Regions from separate parts of the Mus musculus genome. Here all the other regions are linked to region 3. Evidence: chromatin contacts called from public HiCAR-type and Micro-C data. All regions are on one chromosome and are shown on one strand. The core of a region is the stretch at or near the end of the contact, and the rest is flanking DNA. Distances in the headings are between cores, read along the strand shown. Region 1 overlaps Epb41l1 (erythrocyte membrane protein band 4.1 like 1). Region 2 holds the start of Epb41l1 (erythrocyte membrane protein band 4.1 like 1). Region 3 overlaps Cnbd2 (cyclic nucleotide binding domain containing 2).

Evidence for each region. A called contact is a pair of places that touch in the nucleus more often than the background predicts. HiCAR-type assays count read pairs that join an accessible place to other places.
Region 1: a HiCAR-type map of embryonic stem cells shows a contact between it and region 3, with 4 times the contacts expected there. The contact joins two enhancer-like sites. A contact is called at or near these places in 6 of 39 promoter capture datasets (the C10 cell line, the HPC-7 cell line, cranial neural crest and 3 more), 5 of 484 Hi-C or Micro-C datasets (the N1E-115 cell line, cerebral cortex, embryonic stem cells and 2 more), 5 of 115 datasets of contacts at active chromatin or transcription factors (embryonic basal ganglia, embryonic stem cells and pancreatic cancer cells) and 1 of 9 other capture datasets (adipose tissue).
Region 2: a Micro-C map of embryonic stem cells shows a contact between it and region 3, with 2.7 times the contacts expected there. The contact joins the promoter of Epb41l1 here to the enhancer-like site in region 3. A contact is called at or near these places in 1 of 39 promoter capture datasets (cranial neural crest), 1 of 15 datasets of contacts at CTCF or cohesin (the NIH/3T3 cell line), 2 of 484 Hi-C or Micro-C datasets (the N1E-115 cell line and embryonic stem cells), 4 of 115 datasets of contacts at active chromatin or transcription factors (embryonic stem cells and pancreatic cancer cells) and 3 of 9 other capture datasets (adipose tissue, liver and pancreatic islet).

Annotation. Positions count from the first base shown.
Region 1 is chr2:156,444,715-156,449,153 of GRCm38.p6, forward strand. The region is part of intron 2 of Epb41l1 (erythrocyte membrane protein band 4.1 like 1); the gene reads left to right. Among named protein-coding and RNA genes, the nearest start is that of Epb41l1, 26 kb to the left of the region's middle. Within about 2 kb of position 2,872, at least 85 of the 459 cell types and tissues checked have an H3K27ac peak or open chromatin away from gene starts, as enhancers often do. A contact at or near this core is called in embryonic stem cells, where this site is marked.
Region 2 is chr2:156,418,298-156,422,697 of GRCm38.p6, forward strand. It overlaps Epb41l1 (erythrocyte membrane protein band 4.1 like 1), which reads left to right and starts at 2,794. Exons shown (of 25, transcript NM_001368800.1): 1 at 2,794-3,002.
Region 3 is chr2:156,342,909-156,347,035 of GRCm38.p6, forward strand. The region is part of intron 8 of Cnbd2 (cyclic nucleotide binding domain containing 2); the gene reads left to right. It also overlaps the pseudogene Gm14253. Among named protein-coding and RNA genes, the nearest start is that of Scand1, 32 kb to the left of the region's middle. Within about 2 kb of position 2,178, at least 50 of the 459 cell types and tissues checked have an H3K27ac peak or open chromatin away from gene starts, as enhancers often do. A contact at or near this core is called in embryonic stem cells, where this site is marked.

The DNA.
Region 1 (4,439 bases), core at 1,622-4,121, 100 kb after region 3:
TAGGGCTCAGCACGTTTGTTGAATGAATGCATTAATGAGTGTCACATCTTTTCAAGCATGTCTGTTTGTTCCTCACAACAGCCTTGAGAGAAGGTAGGGCAAGCAGAATAGTCCCCATTTAACAGGTAAAGAAACGGAGGCCAGGGAAGATGGAATGGCTCATCTGGAGCAACGGAAGTTGAGTTTTATAGAATTGGCATAGATTCCCCCCCCCCCCCCACACACACTCCGTTTAACCTTTGCTTCCGGAAGGCTTGACTGAATACCTTTCCTACCATTTGCACAGCCACTGGGGATGTGCCATTTAACACGAACAACCGTCTCTTTCTTCCAGTAGTCCAGAGACTCTGACAGACAACTGAGATAATGTGCTTGGTGCTGGGAGGTGCACCCGAGAGCTGTGGGTGCCCGTGTGGGAGCCCAGACCTGGGGAAAGCAAGGCAGCTACTTCCCAGGAGGAAGACAGCTAACTGGGCCTGGCGGACAGAAAGCACAGCCCCGTGGCCGGCCTGGTGGACAGTGGACTGGCCCCATCCACCCAGTTGCGTCCTCTTCAGCGTTCACTATTGCAAGAGTCAGTGAGGTGACCTCATTAATGAGGGAGTTACTTTAATGCAATGGTGGGCGTCTTCCCGAGCAGTGGAGTATGGAGCCTGTGCCCCGTCCAGACTCAGGCCTGCGTGGAGACCTCATTCTGCTACTGCGAGTTTCTGTCTGGTGCTTCTTCCCTCAAGGCCTTGATTGGTCCATCTGTGAAGTGGAATCAGGGATGGTCCTTACTTGAGTGAGAGCAAAGGCAACTGTAAAAGTGACTTCTATTTGTCTGATGTAACTGTCGTCTCTGAGGCTTTTGGCCTCAGTCTGTCAGCCTAGGCCTAGTCCTGGAAGCTTCCAGCCTCTTAAACACTCTTACCTAGGCCTAGTAAGCCTCTGAGACTGACTGCTGAGTAAGCTCGCCCTTTCTAGCTCTTTCTGGACTCTGGCTGGCTGGTTCAACTCAACTGTTCTGGCTCAAACCCTTCTCCAAGCTGACTGATTCAACCCAGCTTCTCTTGGCTTGTGACTGAATTGCTCTGCTTGGCCTCATGCTAACTCTAGCAATCTGTTCTAATCTTCTGGCTCCTTCTCATTTTCTGGCTTGTCCTGTCTTCATCTGTGTCTAGCTTGTTCTCTCTCTGTAACCTGTCTCTGTACAACTGTCCCAGTAAAGCTGCTCTCTCTCTGTCTCTCTGTCTCTCAACCGCTCCTTCTTATGTTGGCTCTCTTTGCTCAATACTATGCCTGGCACATAGTAGGTGATTTATACTACTGAGTAGTTAGAACCATGATGGTGATTGATATTTAGATATTGAGATCTGGTGGGGCCATCGAGGCCAGTGATGGTCGTGTTAGTGTTGGTAGTTTCATATGTGTTTGGCACTTGGCAGTTCACAGATCATGTGTCTCTCCATCACAGTACATGCGCTTCTGAAGAGTCGTTAAGGGAAACAGGAGGCGGCAGCAGCTCCCTTGTGCAGAGGGTTAGGCCAATAGCTCCTCATGCTTTCAGCTCGGGTCTCCCTGCCTTGAAAGCTTGATACTCACATACCAGAAGTGCACACTGGCCTGAAGTCCGTGTGTTCAGAGTGGTTGCAGCAACCAGCTCTCCTGCATCTTGAGAGCGCTGAGCCCACAGTGTCTCTGTTTGTTCCATAGCCAGGTAGCTTTCAACACCTAGATTCCCATTTTCTTTTTCTTATCTATTTCCTGCTTTCCCACTCCGAACTCCATGGTTGTGCCTCAGAAAGGACCCTGTCCCCGGCTGCTTCTTGGCTGAGCTTTAAGCCACTTGCCCGTTCCTTGGGCTTTCACCACACACGAGGAGTGTCCTGTATGCTGGAGTGCAGGAAGCGAGCGAATGAGTAAACACATGCTGTGTTTATGTCCCCAGGAGTCAAGTACTGGCCTGGTAGCTCTGGGTGCTGGTTTTAAGGTGAGGCTCTTGGGGGTGAAGTCTCCTCCCCTGTGAATGGCGCATGCCTACCTGTGCCTAGGAAAGATCCCGGAGAGCCTGCTTGTTCTTCTGTCATGTGGGGACATGCTGGAAGGTGCCAGAAAGTAGAGTCCTTAGCAGACACTACATCTGCTGCCACCTTGATCTCAGACATCCTAGCCTTTGGAAGCGTGAGGCACAAAGCCAGCTGTTGATGGTATTTTTGTACAGCAGTAACCCTCAGGGACTGGCAGGGCCTGGGTAGTGACATGAATAGAGCTTTCTTCCAGTCTCTGGAATTTCCGGGGATAGTGAGGAAGGGGTCTCTTGGTTCCTTGGTGTGAAGAGTGATTTTTGAATTTGTAAAAATACCTCTCCTGTAAAAGTTGGGGTGTTCTGGGAAGTCAGTCTTATGTGGGGTCCTATCTCTGCCATGGTCTTGCTGTGTGACCTTAGACTAGTCCATGCTTGTCTCTGGTCTTCTCTTCATTTGCCATGTGAGGATTTGGGTTGAGAGAGGAGACAGTCCCTTCACATCTGTGAGACACACAGGCTCACAGGAGCCCAGCCTTTTAATGAAGCCTTTCTTGCCTACCAGGAGTTTCTTGGTCCCACGGGGTCTAAGGGTGGTTCCTGTCATTTTGCCACCTTCCCTGCCTTCTGTCTTATTTCTCAGACCTACCTCTGGTTTCTTGCATAGTGACACAGCTAGACAGAAGGCCGTCTGTCCCCACCAGGAGGGGAGGGACGTGGAGAGTGGCCCTGGTTAATCCTGATTCACTGCATTCCAGGGATAGAAAGCTGAGAGAACCAACCTGACCCCAGGCGGTGAAGAGACCTCTGGGCTGGGCTGGCAGGTTGGGAGGAGCCTCTCTGTCCTCTCTTTCCGGTCCCAGATTCTTGCTGTCTGCTGCCTTGCCTGCTCCTGCAGCTTTGGGCTCTGCCACCGTTTGGCGCTGACACCTGGACTGGTTTGGCAGGTTTTGCCACACCCGTGAGCAATAGGAGGTTGTGGCTGGGGCAGGCCAGGCCAGAGGAAGCTGCCCTGCCCTTGACCCCCCGCCCAAATCCCAACCTCCCCTCAGCTACCTTCTCCACCTGGGCTGGGCACTTCCTCAGCCTGGTCACTGTGGGTAAATCTAGTCTTTTCTTGGACGTAAGTCTCTTCGTTTGTGAGGCTCTGGCCTCAGTGATCTCCAGTCATACTCTGCTTATTCTAGCTAAAGCTTTACCATGTCTCTCTGTGAAATGTTGATGGTCCTAGGTTCTCAATAAGACAAAAAAAAAAAAAAAAAAAAAAAGACTTCACTTCTCACTGGCTTCCCGCAGAATGTAGGATTAGCTAATGTCCTAGTGAGTACCAAGTGTCTTTGGGAAGTAGCTTCCTTTAGTCCTGTGGCCCTCTCAAAATAGTTGTGTGCAGGGTGGGAGGGCTTCCCCTAGGCCCCTCCCCTAATCAGTTACACAGCTCATGGTTGGTGAGAGCCAGACTTTCTGAGCATCTCCATGGGTGCCAGGTCCTGATCTGTAGTCAACAAAGTTTAGGGGGGAAGGGGGTGGGGGAGGGGAAGAGCAGTTTATCACTGCTGCAGCCCCCAAGAAAGCTGGGCCCCCTCTCTGGACCATAGTTTCTCTCTCTGACAAGGCAGGAATATACAGATTGCCTCTCCTGTCCTCAGAGAATTTGGGTTTTGACAATGTACAGCTTGGAAGAAGGAATAGGAATGAGAAGAAGGTATTCCTGGCCGGCCCTGGAACGAGGAGGCCGTTACACAGAGGAGGAAACAGAAACTGATGTTTACCCAGCATTCCCTCTGAGCTGGTACCACACCTCAGGACCTTTTTATAGGTTATTCCCCTCACTTAGAAGTCTTGCTCTGTCCCTGTTTGTTAGTTGAAACAGGGTTTCTCTGTGTTGCCCTAGCTGTCCTGGAACTCTTCTGTAGACCAGGCTGGCCCTCCACTCAGTCAGAGATCTGTCTGCTTTTGTGAAGTGCTGAGATTAAAGGCGTGTGTCACCAGGCCTGACTGCTTCTTCCAGTTCTTTATAGCCCCTTACCTTTTATGTCTCAGCATATTTAATTCCCTCATCCCACCCACCCCAGCAACTCTCCTATTTATGAGAAAGCTATTGTTATATAGCTCAGGTTAGCCTTGAATTCATGACCTCTGTCCAGACTTGGGGTTGCAGACATAAGCCACCACATCTCCCACATCTTTCTCCCCACATCTCCCTCCCTTGCTCATCACAATTCGTGGTTGGTTTTTTATTTCAAATATTTCATGTCTATTCTCACTTCTACACTGCAGAGCACAGAGAGGCAGTAAGTGGAGGGATGAGAGAGTTCTGGTGGGTGCTTGGCTCACGGCATCCCTCTTAGTAGGTGCTTGGTAAATGGTGGCTTCTAGAGTGAATTAACATGGAAGTAAGTTAATGCCCACTTGTGCATTGGGTGAGGATGCAGCA
Region 2 (4,400 bases), core at 1,544-4,043, 76 kb after region 3:
TGTTCTACCCACTGAGCTACACCCCCAGCTCTAGAGAGTTCTTTATGGACTCATTCTCCTGAAGGTCTACCCAACTGGAGTTAAATGTAATTCCTTCAAATTCATTCTACCATAGAATCTATAATCATGTTTCATATGAGCCAGGTCTTGGGTGGACTAGGGGCTGAGGGGAACCAGCAGATCTGTTCCACGTGGATCCTTCAGAGGAGACCTAAGGGTTCACGCACACAGATGATGTTGTCTTGCTTAGTAGACATAAATACAGTAATAGGGAACAGATCACATTTCCTTTTTGGGTGACAGCCTGCAGATGGCTGGAGACAGCCACCACACCCTTCTCCAGACCACTTACACATGTCACGTGATGCTCAAGTCCTCAGCATTCTGGTCCCCTCCTTCAGATATGCTTCAGTGTGAGTGTCTCTCTCAGACGTGGGGTCTAGAGTTGAGTCCTGTGGTCCAGCTGGGATCTCTCTAGGGCAACCGGAGAAGCTGCTTGCAGCTCTAGTTTTGGTTGACAGAATGTATTCACCCTCTTGCCACACCACATTGCATTATTGAGCTCAAGGTCAAGTAAAAATCTTGAATCTATTTTCATGGAAACTGCTCTTAATCTAGATTCTTCTAGACCACGTTTTGAGCATGATGATATCAAGGAGACACTCACTCTTGTTACCAGCCCCCCACGTGACTGTTAACTGTAAAGAACATAAAATTAGGTGTGAAGTTTCTCAGTGCACCGGTCACATCCTAACTGCGCAGTAGCCACAGGTAGCCGGTGGCTGCAGACAGTAGGATCATAGAAATTTCTCGCCGGATCATACCTTACACTTATTCTGCACGGCAGCTCCTTCTGTAAGTTCCAGCTCAGTCTTCAAGCCTGTCGAGATCTTCTGGAAACTTATTCTGGTTTCCACAGTGTTCTCTCTGCCCCTCTGTCTCTCGCTGTCTCTTCCTCTCTGTCTCTATCTCCTCCTGACAGCAGCAGATCTGATTAGCAGTTCAGATTTCCTCCGCTTCATCTAAAACCAGTGATAACAGTCCCTCGCCCCAGAGCAGAGGGCATCGGAGCCATGCCCATGCCATGAGATAGTTGTTTAACAAATTAGGTCTCCGAATCAGGGTCTGTGCTTGGTATCAGGAAACTACATGGAGACAGAAAACACCCATAAACAGAATCCTGTCATGGTGGGTGCTGACTGGAGTAGGTCAATTACTGCCACCTCACATTCAGGGCTGGCCTGATGGCTAAATATGGGAGTTCAAAATCAACGTCCAGGATCCTGCCTCTGCCCCTTTCCAAGCTCCTTAGTGACTTTGTGCTCACGGCTACCGTCTGTTGCAACTGTACAGATGAAATGAGACATGGAAGTATTTCTTCCATGCAGTGGAGCGGCTGAGTGAGCACTGCTGAGTCCTGTCTTAGGTAGGGCCTTGGTTTCCTTAGTTTTGTCCTCTCAGTTTATCAATGTCCCTGGAGGTCCAAACCAGGCCTCCCCTTCTGGATTTATCTATTCAGCTGTTTGATTCCAATCTGCTCTTAGCATCCTGTAGCAGAGTGGTGGGGGTGGGGAGGAGGAGATGGGACCGCAGTGAAGAACCAGAATTACTGGCCTAGCCTTTGATTCTGTGCTACCTGGGGCAGACTCAGGTGGATCCCAGCTACCACTTAAGATAAGGTAAGGTCACAAGAGGTGAAGGTGTTTACATTTTGGAGTCATTTGCCTAGGTTGTTACCCATGCAGAGGCCTCTAATAAAACCCGGTAAGTTCTTACATTTACTTCTTCCTTTTCTTCCCTTCAAAGTCTAACAAAGGAGGCTTGGTATTCCTGGCCTTCTGAGGTCTGGCCCTTGCTCTGGGAACCCAAGCTCAGTTTCTTCAGCTAACCCCATAGACGCCCTACCTTCTATGGATACTATTCTAGGTTCACTGTTTTCGTTACTTTGTCCTTTTCCTATGCTTAGCTTTACGTGTGTGTTCAAAGCAGTACCTTCCGGCAGGAGCCTGTAAGGTCCAGGGCGGATATAATCATAATTCAGAGAAACGCTTGACTTTGGGCATGCTTGGGCCTGTGGGTCCCCAGGGTCTTGGGACCAGGGGCTCGGCCCTTGCTTCCAAAGAGTGCCAAAGGACTGCCACCTCAGACTGGTTGGAAAGAGCTGCGTGGTCCTCCACAGCTCCGCAGCTTAGGCCGCCCGAACAATAGGAGGGAGGCTGAAGGGTAGTGGGCGTCGGCCAGGTCCCTGCTGGAGGGAGTGGAGGCCAGTGGTGCTGCTGGTCCCCCAGGTTAGCCCAGGCTACCGGCCTGAACGCCAAGCTCTCAGTCAAAGGCGAGGTGAAGCAGACTTGGTGCCGGTGGCGACTCTCTAGGAGGTGGAGTAAGGCCGAGCCCACGGGGCTGGGACCTGGAGGGAGAGGAGGCTCCGTGGAGAGTCTCGTCTTCGTGGTCCCGCTGCTCGCCTCGGCCTCTGAGCTCTGCCTAGGCTCTGGTGGGCGTCTGTCCCACGTGGGGGAAGCCAGCGGCGCGGGCTCGCGGGGCGCACACCCCTCCGAGTTCCCCTCCCTGGGATCGGACGCGCCTGCTCCTGGGCAGCTCGGCTCTTGGGGCCAGTGGGTCGCGCTCGCTACTCGCACACCCTTCGGACGCTGCCTGGCCCGGATCGCCGCCGCCTCCTCCCAGGGAGCTGGCGGGGCGGGGCAGAGGGGGAGAGGGGGTGTGCGGAGCGGGCGGGGAGGGGGCTGAGCGCCGTGGGAGGGAGCGAACGAGCGAGCGAGCGAGAGAGCGAGCGGGGCATTTCTGCGCAGCTCCGGAGCGTCTTGGAGCCTGCCTGGGCGGCCACTGGACGAAGGGACTCAGAGACAGACAGACAGACGGCTCCCGGAAGCCGCGCCGCCGCCGCCAGGTTAGCAGGGCGCGGAGACCGAGCAGGCTGTTGCTACGTCCCGAGCTCGCGTGCTGGAGGACGTGCGTGGCCGAAGCTACGATTCGTGTCTTTGCGGGTACGTGTCGGGGTCCACATCTCCGGGTGTGCGTTTAATGTGAACGCGCGTGTGTCTGTGGGTCGGTGCAAGTGGTGTGTACGTGCGTGTGCATCTGAGTAAGGGGCTGGGTGGTGTACTAATCTGGTAAGGGTCTGTGTGCCCTGGTTTGCTTATCCGGAGATGTGCCTAGAGAGGGTGTGTCCCAATGTGTAACAGTGTGTACATCTGGATGAGGCAGTGTGCCTATGCTGATGATGGCTTCGCTTGTGGCTGAAGCCTATGGCGGGTGTATGTGAGTGTTCGTGTGTGTGTGTTTCGCTGTGTGCACGCCAGTGTGACTCCCCGTGTGTGTGCGCGTGTGAGGGCGGGTGTGCACCCGCGTAGCCCCTGTGTGCGTGTGCTCGGCTTTGTCTCCGCACTGCCGGGAGGAAGGGGGTGGGGGCGGCAGCCGAGGCGCTGGCGTCGCCCGGAGCCCGGCACTGGCCGAGGAAGTGGGTAGCAGCAGCGGCGGGGGCGTCTTAGCTGAGTGGAGACTCCCTGCTGGCAGGTGGGCAGCCACACCCGGGGTACGGGAGAGCCCTACTGCCAGTGGAGCCTGGCTCCCAGCTGAGCTGAAGCAGAGGGCGTGGCCTGCTCAAATCCCGGGTGTGTGTTTGTGAGGGGTGGGGTGGGGGATTAGGTGTGAAGAGGGTGTGTCTGTGCGCAGGCATGGGTGTGGGTAGAAGCAACAGAGGCCCCTCAGCGGGGTTCTGTGATATGTTTCCTTGCTGTGTAACGACCATCACCCTGGCCAGCTACAGCCCAGCCTGGTTAGGTACCCTCCACCCTCACCCTGGACACTGTTCGGAAGGGCAGCAGCCTAGGTACCCTACAAAGACTAGTAAAACTGATCACTATCTTAAATGGCCAGCGCCCCACTCCAAGGAATCCCCTCTCAGAAGGTCTTCATACTTTGAGAGAGATGTGTTTCTGTATCTCTTCCCCCATGTTTTGGGCACTGCATGCATGTCTAGTCTGGGTGAGTGTGTGCATTCTCCCTGTATATTTCTTGTGCATTTAGGTGCATTTGTACATTTTACTGATGAAGAATAAACAAAATATCTCTGGATGTATATGTGCATTTGTTTTGATAAGTTCTGGTATATCTGGTTTGTTTTTTTTTTTTATGAGTGTGTAAGCTGTTTGTGTATTGGCGAGCCAGGATGGGGACAGTAAGAGAAGTGCCATTTTGCTGCTAACTGGAACAGAATAGAAAGCCCCCTATATTTGAAAAACAAGATTACAGGGAAGTTTGCGGATTTAGTCACTGTCTGCCGGGTTCAGATACTGGTACTGAAATGTAGGTAGACTAGGTTTGACAAGGATCTAGAGAGGCTGAGAATCTTACAGAGGGAAGGAAGGAGGACGTGCAAGCCC
Region 3 (4,127 bases), core at 928-3,427:
TTTCCAGGGACTGGGAGGACTGCTGCAAGGCTGGAGGCTTTGAAGGAACTTCCTGAAGGAGCCGAGAGGAAGATGAGACCCGTAGATCCAAGGTATACACAGGACTGACATGCTCTGGAATTGGCTTGTGTGGGCATCCCCAGCTGAGTGTTACATATCAGCCATTTTATGAGTTGGTAACACAATACTTTTTTTTGTTGTTTAACTTATAACTTTGTTGATAATAATCACATGTAAAGATATTTTAGAACACTCATATAGGAGACACGGGATAACAATGGGAGCTCTTTGGGATTCATGTAACTCCTGCAGGCAACTCTAGAGGCTTTCTCAGTCAAGAGCAGAGGCCCAAAACTGGCCAGATTCATTTTGTGGAACCAACCGCACGCCGTGCACTGACTTCCTGTCCGAGCCTTGAGTTTACTGTGGAAGATAGTGACAGAGAGCCTCAGTATGCTGCAGTGCCACAACATGAAACCAACCCATTTGTCGTCCTCAAGCAGACAGTGTCACCGCAGGATAGGGGACCAAGTGCGGTTGCTTGCCTCTGGGAGGAGTGCTCCCTGAGCCTGCCTTTGGAGCAGGAAAAGACATAAAAGCTCATCTCAATGGGGACTAGAAAATCAGGATGAGGGAGGGTGAGACCCCCAGGAGCTCACTGTAAATTGGAAGTATAACTGGATCGCAACTGACACTTCCTCCCCCACTCCCCTCCGCTTCTGAGCTGCAGCCATGATGTAACAACAGACAGATTTGGGAAAGGGACTCCAGAAAACATTTCCATTCCGTTGTGACTTCACAAACATCAAATGGAAATGACAGAGACCCCTCCCACCAGTGGAGTGATTAAGAAAAGGGCGGGACAGGACACTTAATGAATACTAATTAAATGCATACTATTTCAAGTGTCTGCTGCATACCAAGTGGTCATCCTCTGAAGACCCGGTAGGAAAACGCTTGCTCGACAGGGCAGAGAGTGTGAGAGGAGACAAATGAACCAGATCTTTTGGAGATCAATAGGGGGAGGTCAAAACAGGCCGGTGGGCCGGGTGTGGTGGCGCACGCCTTTAATCCCAGCACTCCGAAGGCAGAGGCAGGCGGATTTCTGAGTTTGAGGCCAGCCTGGTCTACAAAGTGAGTTCCAGGACAGCCAGGGCTACACAGAGAAACACTGCCTCAAAAACAAAACAAACAAACAAAAAAACCCGAAAAACAAACAAAAAACAAAAAACAAACAAACAAAAAAAAAACCAGGCCGGTGGGACAAACCAGGAATTCCTGAGCTTGGAAAGTTCTCTTGCCTAAAATCTAAAAAATGATTCGTGCCTTCAGTAACCTGGGGCCATGGTGTTCTATGAGGAAAAAATCAAATACAAAAAGGATCTTGGGGCCAGCAATATGATTCAGTGAGCAAAGGAGCTTGCCGCCAAGCCTGATGACCTGAGTTCAATCCCTGGGATTCATTGACACGGTGGATGTTGAGAACCAATCCCAAGCTGTCCTCTGGCCTCCACATCCATGCTGTGGCATGAGGCCCTCTCAAGAGGAAGCCTCATGTGAGACTGAGAGATGGCTTTTGGGATTTTTTTAAAACTCACTAGGGAATTTCTAATAAGTGTGCGTATTTTATTCAATATGAGTAGTGTTGGCACCCCCTATTTTTGTCATGCCAAGGATTGAACCACGGGTGTATTTACCACTGAGATACACCCCCATGCCCCCTTAAAAGATAGTTTATATTAATTATACATTTTCTAACATCTGCCAGTCTTATTTTGGAGACAGGGCATCTATTTGTAGCCCAAGGTGGCCTTGAACTCTTCATCCTCCTGTCTCCACTGTTGAGAATTCCTATGCCCCATGCGGGGGCCTAATGCACCCCTTATGTGGTAACATTTGTGTGCCTGGGGAAAGTGCACGTTTCTCCATTGTTAAACTTATCAGCACCACTGGGGGGAGTGTTGTTCTTCCCGGGCCAGGCCCCTCTCCCAAAGGGATTAAGGCTGGCTATCACCAGAGCAAAAGGGGATTTATCTCAGGCCTGTTAGTTAAGTAGGTAGCAGATTGGTGGAGGGCTGGAGGGGTGGGGAAAGCTGCCGAGGCAGATTCTGAACTGCAAATGCCCGATACTCAGGCGAAGGAGGAAGCCACTCTCACAGCCCTTGCCCACAGTAAACAAGCAGCTAACCAGCACTTCCCAGCCTGTGGGAACCAGCACATCCACCAGTGGGACCCAAAGAGCCCCAGCACCTTTGCTGCAAGAGCAGGAATTGAAATGATTGGCTTCCGGACTCTACAGGTTCGGGGGACTGACTATGCTAAACTTCATGTTCTCTGCCTCAGGCTTGGAAGGCTGAGGTTACAGGACCACCCAGGGCCACTGGAATGGCTTTCATTCTGTTCTCACCTCCATTATTCATCTGTAAAATGGGACCACTCACGGCCGGGCGTGGTGGCACACGCCTTTAATCTCAGGCACTCGGGAGGCAGAGGCAGGCAGAACTCTGAGTTCAGCCTGGTCTACAGAGTGAGTTTCAGGATAGCCAGGTCTACACAGAGAAACCCTGTCTGGTTAAAACAAAACAAAACAAAACAAAACAAAAACAAACAAACAAAAAATGGGACCACTCATTCAAAAAGTCTTGCAATAGTTTAATGTTCAAAATCTTTTTTTTTTTTTTAATTTTAAAGAAGGTGTGTGAGCCGGGCATGGTGGTGCACGCCTTTAATCCCAGCACTCGGGAGGCAGAGGCAGGCAGATTTCTGAGTTCGAGGCCAGCCTGGTCTATAGAGTGAGTTCCAGGACAGCCAGGGCTACACAGAGAAACCCTGCCTCGAAAAACCAAAAAAAGAAAAAAAAAAAAAAAAAAACAGAAGGTGTGTTAGAGAGATGGTTCGGCTATTAAGAACATGTACTGTTCTTATGAAGGCTACCAACCACCTGTAACTCCAGCTCCAGGGTATGTGATACATTCTTCTAGCCTCAGATGGCAACTGAATTCACACACAAACACACACACACTCACACACACACACCTTTGCACAAGTGCATCTGTGTGCAATCAAAAAATAATAAGTCTTTTAAAAAAATAACTTTTTTTAAAGCATCCTTGGTTAATGTTCATCTGCCACCCCAGGGCTTCTAAACAGGGCCCAGCCCAGCCGGCAGCCATAGTTGGGAGCTCATGAGACACAAGTTCTGTCAGGTACAGTGGCCGCTCTATGTAATCCTACCATCCGGAGGTAGACACAGGGGTTCAGCGTCATCCTTAGCTATCTAGGGAGTTGGGAGTCATCGTTGGCTATGAGACATGGCCTCAAAAAACAAAACAAAACAAAACAAAACAAAACAAAACAAAACAAAACAAAAACAAAAACAAAAAACCCCAATAAATCAGAGTCTCATCCAGGTGCAGTGGTGTATGTCTGTGCTCTTGCAGTCCAAGCACCTGAGACACTGACATCAGAAGATTGATTCAAAACTGAGGCCAGCCTGGGCTATATAGCGCATTCCAGGACACCCTCCTGGTGTTGGACAGCCTATGGGTATTGGCAAGTATCAACCTAGTGTGATATATAATAACTGTACTGTCCTAAAGCCACCCAGTTCCACCTATGCCTACCCCACCTTCCAGCCAGAATCATAGGTCTGTTTTTTTGTTTTTGTTTTTTTTTTTTTTGGTTTTGGTTTTGGGTTTTTTTTTGTTTTTGTTTTTTCTTTTCTTTTCTTTTCTTTTTTTTTGTTTTTGGAATTCTCGTTCCTTTATTTTTTGATAAACTGCTAGTAAGCTCCCATTAGAAGATCTTTAACATTATACCAAGTTGTCTTGGTCTTCTGATCATATATACACACACACATATATATATGCATCTTTTTTCAAGTAAAGAAATGTTTAACAGATGTAAACTATTTATTGAATATTTGCCACCAAATATTGTTAAATACATTATCTTGCAGCATATCACTTTCAAGTTAAAATGTCAGAAACAAACACCAATATTTACAGTTCTTGTAAGGAATGTTATATAATGACACATTAAGGCGTAAATTCTTTTGGCTTATAATTCTTAAAAGAATGATAATAGCAAAAGTGATGCAAAATCTTCAGTGTGAGATTATGATTAAG